2 separate regions of the Capra hircus genome follow, and region 2 is linked to region 1. Evidence: chromatin contacts called from public Hi-C data. All regions are on one chromosome and are shown on one strand. The core of a region is the stretch at or near the end of the contact, and the rest is flanking DNA. Distances in the headings are between cores, read along the strand shown.

The links. Hi-C and Micro-C count contacts between places; a contact is called where the count stands out from the background.
Region 2: a contact with region 1 is called in a Hi-C map of blood, with 2.6 times the contacts expected there. The contact joins two enhancer-like sites. A contact is called at or near these places in 4 of 5 Hi-C or Micro-C datasets (blood and liver).

Annotation. Positions count from the first base shown.
Region 1 is chr23:21,562,292-21,565,673 of ARS1.2, forward strand. It overlaps GNL1 (guanine nucleotide-binding protein-like 1), which reads right to left. Exons shown (of 12, transcript XM_018038844.1): 9 at 1,351-1,529; 10 at 1,111-1,273; 11 at 732-872; 12 at 1-346. The coding sequence ends at 105. Among named protein-coding and RNA genes, the nearest start is that of PRR3, 6.6 kb to the right of the region's middle. Within about 2 kb of position 1,635, at least 2 of the 5 cell types and tissues checked have an H3K27ac peak or open chromatin away from gene starts, as enhancers often do.
Region 2 is chr23:21,600,525-21,603,906 of ARS1.2, forward strand. PPP1R10 (serine/threonine-protein phosphatase 1 regulatory subunit 10) reads right to left here. Exons shown (of 20, transcript XM_018038847.1): 17 at 3,227-3,302; 18 at 2,888-3,001; 19 at 2,012-2,722; 20 at 521-1,756. The coding sequence ends at 1,647. Among named protein-coding and RNA genes, the nearest start is that of MIR877, 11 kb to the left of the region's middle. Within about 2 kb of position 1,652, at least 1 of the 5 cell types and tissues checked has an H3K27ac peak or open chromatin away from gene starts, as enhancers often do.

The sequences.
Region 1 (3,382 bases), core at 385-2,884:
CAGACAATCTTTATTCACAACTGGGGCGGCAGACGGGAGAGACCCCCGGGTCAGTCCAAAAGCAAAGATATTGGGGAGGTGGGGAGATGGAGTAGGGCAGGGACTCAGCACTCATCCTCGCCCAGCAGGGCATAAGGGTTTCGGGCGGCCAGGCTGGACCCTGGAGCCGAGGTTGGGGTGTCCTCATCCCCTTCCCCCTCCTCATCCGCATCCCGGTCCTCCTCTCCCTCCTCCTCACAGGAGCTGCTCAGCTCTTCCTCTTCCTCCTCCTCCTCGTCACCCGCTGGCCCCACCCTGCCCTGCAAAACCACCAGCTCCATGGTCTCTGGATGGGACTCCCAGGTGCCTGGGGAACCAAAACAGAAAAAGAATGGGGGAGAGTTTTGAGCAAGAAACTAACACCAGGCAAAGATGGGGAAGAGGCAAAGACTAAGAATAACAACCATTTTTATAGCTCCTGGCATTCATTTGTTCACTCATTCATTCACCCTCTCCTGTGCTGGGCACAGAACAGAAGCTTTGTACACATTAACTCCCATCTTGACCACCTCCTTGCCAGGGGCAACTAAGCACCCTGGTTTTGTAGATCGGAAAGTCATCTCAGACTTGCTTAGCCACACAGAGCTGGCCGATGGGGGCAGAATCCAAATCCTCACACAGTGTGGCCACAAAGCCCACACCCTTCTGCCTCTCCTACAGCAGGGGCTGGGGAGGATCACCAGCTGACTGACCTTTCTGCTCATTGTAGCCCGGGGGATGAAAACACAGGCTGAGGCGGCCGTCCAGTGCCAGCCGCAGGAGGCTGTTGGCTGCTCTGTACACATCGTTTCGGGCGGCCTTTGCTGTCTTGTAACCACGTTTCTCTGCCCAGGCTGGAGGGAGAGAAGGATGGGGATGGAAGACCATCAACTCGGCCCAGTCACCATCATCCCACACCCCTAATACAGTCCTTCCAGTTTCTCCCAGAATATTCCAGACCCAAGATCTTGCTGGCCCTGAGACAGGGTCTGTAGGTGACCAGCCAGCTGCCCCATCAGGATGGCAGGACCTCTGAGGAAGGACAGACAGGAAGCAGGGCCAGGGGAGGAAAGCCAGGCACGTGGAGCCCACCTTCACAGATGTCCCAGGCACACCAGGGGTGCTCTGCAGAGGGGTCCTCAGCCTCTGGGTGGCGCAGATGGAGCAGAGCCTGCACAGGGATGCGGGAGGCCAGGTAGCCCACAGCGGTGTACGGCTCCTGGATCTGGGCGATAGGGTAGATCCCCGCCAGGACCTGAGGGGAAGTAAGAGCACTCAGTACCTGCCTCTATCTCTTGCCTTCTCCCCACTGCTGGCCCTCTGCCCTCGTACCTGCAACTGCCTGGGCAGAAGTGAGGGGAATATGAGGCCGGGACAGTCACAGAGCTTCACGGAGGGAGTGAGAAAGTAGGTCTGAAAGTATCGTGTGTGGCCCGGAGTTCTGGAGACACTCACAACCTTCCGGCCTACCAGCCCGTTGATCAGCGAGGACTTGCCCACATTGGGGAAACCTAAGGAAGACAAGGAAAATTAACACTGACAGATCCTCTGTGACAGGTAGGACACGGTGCTGTAGCTATAGATGAACCGGCAACTAAGGTGCAGAAAGAAAGGACAGATGTGGTATAATGTCAAAAGTTACAAACCAGGCTCTGGCCTCCCAGTGCCAGGATCTCCCAGAGGTTTCCTCCACCCCTCTGTGGTCTTACCCTGGGCCTGTCACTTCACACCTTCCAAATCCCACCTACAAGCACCTCTCTCTCTGCCCAACACCTCATTTTTCCAGCTCACTTATTCTGGATCCTCTATTCCAATGAGCCTCTGACCCTGACCAACATGGGCTCATGCCCTCACCTCCCTTCTTACTCAACTTAGATTCCACGGTCCAGCGCAACAGCCAGTCCCTTTCAAGGAGCTTCAACTCCCTGGCCCTGCCTCTCCCCTTCTTCTTAGTCATATGGCAAAACTCCAGCCTTGTAAATGCAACTCTGCCCGGTCAGCAGCTGACTGAGGCCAGGCAAAAATGCACCCTGGTGCTGACTGTGCTCTCTTTACAACACACTCACGCACAGCCGGTCCTTGCTATCCACAGGTACCAACCTCCAGGGAGGCTCATGTCCCTTATATAAAATGAAACAGTACAGTTAGCCCTCCATAGCCATGGGCTCCTTGATTATACCTCCTCTTGAAAGGGGCTGGGGAGACAACTCTCCTTTGACAACTCCATTTTTCTCTCCCCTTTACAGTAAAACTCTCTAAGACTTGTCTATTTTTTGTCACCACCTCTTCACACCATCTTCTTTGTGACCATAAATTATAACACACACACAAAACATGTAAAACATAAACATGTCTGATGAACCCCCACATCACCCACCCCTGAGCACAGAATGACTCACTTCCTCAGAGGCCCCATCCCTTCCTTCTCGATCATAACCCTCTCCCTGTGCTCATGGGAGCCTGATCCTGAGGGGCACCGAATTCTGCCGCTTCACTTTCCTTTCAGTTCTGTGGCCTGTGAATCCTGAACAGTTGGTGCAGTTCAATTCTACAGCTTTGGAGCCTGACACAAATGGGACTGTACAGAATGGATGCTGATGTGTCTAGCTCCTTTCTCATACAACATTACTATGTCGTTCCCCATCCTCTCGTCCGCCACCCTAATCTGGCTTTCTCTTCTCCACCCACTGAAACCGCTGATCTCCATGTTGCCCAACTTGCTGAGCAAGTCTCTGTTCTTACCGCTCTTGACCTGTCAGCGACAGTCAACACGACTGAGCCCTCTCCTCCTCTCCAAACTTTCTTCATTGCCTGTTGGAACACTCTTGATTTCGTTCTCCTTTGCCCAGCCTCTAAACACTAGCCTAGTCTCTTCTCCATCTGTCTCCTCTCCCACATCTCATCCCATCTCATGGCTTTAATCACCATTTATGTCCACTACTGGCTTCCCAAGTTTAAATCTCATTCAAATTCAAATCTCCAGCTCTCTCCTCTAAGCTCTTGGCCCACTGCCTAGTCAACGTCTCCACCTGGGATATTTAAAAAGACTCTCAAACTTAATCTGATTCCCTTCCCCAATCCCTCCAAATCTGCTCCTCTCCCAGTCTTCCTACTTCAGTGTTCCCGCTGCTCAGTATAAAACTTTGTAAGTCCTTCTTTATTCTTTGCTTTCTTTTATGCAACCCAAGTGCAACTCCTCAGCAATCTTGTGTTTTCTACCTTCAAAATAGATCCTGACCTGTCTCCCCACCTCTGCCTCTGTTCTGAGCAAGTCTCATTTCTCCCCTAGACTGGGACTGCCTCTGACCACACTCTCTGCTTTGTCTTGCCCATCCCTACCATTTACATTCCTTCATCCCCCACT
Region 2 (3,382 bases), core at 402-2,901, 38 kb after region 1:
GAATTACCATCCCTGGGAATCTTACTCCATCAATTACACCCTCAATACCTAGCCTTAAGATCTAAAAATAGCTGAGTCTACACCTAGCAGCAGGCGTGTTTCCCTCTACACTGCAGAGCTGTGGGAATAAGCTGTCTACACTCTAAAATTTTTCCACTGGAGCTGCTCATGTTGCAGGAATCCACCTATTTTTCCTTCCTTCCCTCCCTAGGAACTGCTCTTGGATTTTTCCTTCTTCACTTTTATCCCTCCCATAAGCTAGTCACGGGGCTGGTAGGATCAACTAGAAGCAACACGCCTGTACCTCCTGCAGTTTGGGTGATCTGTGAGCTCTGCCCTCCCCAGCATTGAACTGCACACCACCTACCCTGTACTGTGTGTGTGGTATTTATAGTCAAAGCACTCCTTCACCCGTGTTTCACTTACCAAAAACGGATTGAAAACCACACTCCAGAGGTACTGATGAACCTTTGACCACAGCTGATCATGGTTTCTAACAGAGTCCAAACACACTCAGAGATTAAATACTTCTCTTTCCACTGTTTATTATTAATGTACAAAATATACAAAACCAAAAGAAAAAGAAAATACTCATCCTCAAATCCATTGTGGCTCTAACCCAAGACCCTGCACAAAACCTAACCAATCCACTGTTTTCATAGAAAACAACTGATGCCGAGACGGGTGAAGGAGAGGACTGGGAGAGGACAGGTCATCATCGAATCCACCCAGGAAGGCACCTGGTGGGGATTCAGAGGTGGCTGACAGGGCAAGGGAGCTGGAGGCCTCACACCTACGAGGTTCCAGGTGGGGAGCAGGAGCGCGCTCACTCCCAGAGGCAGTGCATGTAGTGTGACTGTCAGGCCCAGCATGCCAGGCTTCAGTTGATGAAAAGCTGGTCTCACTGTTTAACAGTTTCCAGAAGGAGCTGTAGGCAAGGGTGGACCACCACCATGGCCTCACCTCTGCCAGCTAAAACTTTCACGGGCTGCAGATGTGATTTGCCATCATTGAACCTAGCACACCCAAGGTGCAAACTTGAGTGTCCTCAAAGATTGCAAAAGTCTCACTTGAGAAAAGGACTCAATGTAAAAAAGCCTATGTTCGGGGAGGGGTGGGGATGATGTGTTCCAGAACTCAAATCCAGCCTGATTGAGCCCTCTCACTCAGTGCAGCGGGGTACACGGTACCCCTTTACATCCCCACCCATGGGGAAATGAACGTGGCTGGGAGGATTTCATAAGTGCAGCTGATCCCACGTCAGAGTTCCGTGTGCATGTGGAAAGACCCACAGCAGGAGAGCAGAGGTGTTCTCCAGGATAACCAGCTCTAGGTTCTCAGGCGTGAAGGGCAATACCGGAAAGGGGCTCGGGATACAGGGCAAAACTCCTCAAAGAGTGAAGCCAACTGGGTCTCCTCTTCAGCAGTCCAGGGTACAGAATCTGTCCAGTCTCCCTCCTCCCCAGACTGGAGGAAAATATGTACATTGATGCGCACCAGTGATCAGAAAACCCCCAGAACCCAGGCGTGTGGGCACTGAGGGGCCGGCTCCTCATCAGCTGGGGGAAGGGGAAATGGGCCTCACAGAAGCCATAAGAGAGTGGAAGGAGCAAGGCTGCAGTCCACAGGGCGGGGCGGGCGGGGGCCTAGGGCAGGGGCGGCCCGTTGACGCCCGGGTGGTAGAAGGCACAGTTGTTCTCGTAGCGGCAGTTGCCCTTCATCATGAAATGCCGACACACGGGGCGGTTCGACATGTCTGTGGGGATGAGGATGGGATCGTTAGACAGGAAGGCTCAGAGGCCGGTGCCACTCATCCCCCCAGTCCAAGGAATCCTGAGAGCCATCTTTCAGAGACCTAGTCTTGGGGGCCTGGGAGAAGGGCAAAAGGGGCATGTGGGAACTGGAAGTGAGGTGACCTCGTGTTCTGCCTGACATACCCCCGTAGTGAGGCCTCCCGGACACTTGTACGGGACACCAAGAGCTGCACGTGGGGGACAGGAAGCACACTCACCTCCTCCGTGGCTGTGGCCGCCATCATGCCCTCGGTGGCCCCCTCCTCCATGGCCAGGGCCATCGTGGCCACGGTGCTCGTGAGGGGGTGGCCCGCGGTGGTCGTGACCTCGGTGACCAGGGACATCATGAGGCCGGTGGCCATGGGGCCCCCCGTGTCCAGGGCCTTCATGGGGCCGATGGCCACCACCAGCACCCATTCCTCCACCGGGGCCTTCATGGGGGCGATGTCCACTGCCTCCACCCATGCCACCGCCGGGGCCTTCGTGGGGGCGGTGCCCCCCACCCATGCTACCACCAGGGCCTTCGTGGGGGCGATGTCCACCACCCATGCCACTGCCAGGGCCTTCATGGGGACGATGTCCGCTGCCACTGTTCATGCCGCCACCAGGGCCTTCGTGGGGACGATGTCCACCGCCGCCAACCATGCCCCCACCAGGGCCCCCTCGTCCATTTGGAGGCCCGCCTCCAGAGCGACCTCCTCTGGCCCCCCGGAATGGAGGAGGAGGGGGAGGTGGTTCATTGCCTCCTCGGCCACCTCGGCCTCTATGGTATGGCCCAGGGCCAGGTCCTGGCCCACCCCGCATCGGGCCACCCCGCATAGGGTCACCTGGGCCATCCCAGAAGGGGTCACCCCCCCGGGGAGGGGGTGGGGGACCCAGGAGACGTGGACCCACTGGCCCACCAGGCCCCCCAGGGCCTCCATGGGGACCTGTTAGGAGGGGGAAAAAAAGGGAGAGACAATGTCAGCTACCTGAATTATACCTAGGGACCACCATCTCCCAACCTAAACCACCCCAGGTCTGGTCAGTGCTGTGCTGTTACCAGGCCCAAATCCAGCAGACAAGCCCCTTCCAACCACTTGCTCTCCACCTACCTGGCATGGGCCCCCCAGGTCCAGGGGGGAAGTGCTGCATGCCCTTGGGGGCCCCAGGGCCTCCGGGTGGGAAACCATTGGCTATCGGACCAGGGCCTAAAAGCCCATGTGGCACTGTTGAATAAGGAGTAAAGCAGTCAGCAAGAGGACTCGAGAAGAGTGGCATGGTGTCCTCCCGCTTGGGCGCGTCCAGCCAGCCCTTCCCACCAACCTGGCAGAGCGCCGCTCTCTGTCCAGTCTTCCCCTCCCGCGTCTTGCCGCCCAGTGGCAACACCCGAGCTCCCCCAAGTCCACTGCCGGTCCCCTCGCCCAGGCCCGGGGGCTGGCCCTGAGCATTACCCAGCATCTGCTTGATCTTGTCTGAATAGTCTGCTTGCTTCAGCAGTTCTTCTGAGGGATGACTGTTGGGGCTACCCTGTAAGGCAAGGTCGTTGAGGACAAGGTCAACAGAGAACAGGGGTAACACCCTGAGGCTCGAGCAGGTGGGGAGGCGAG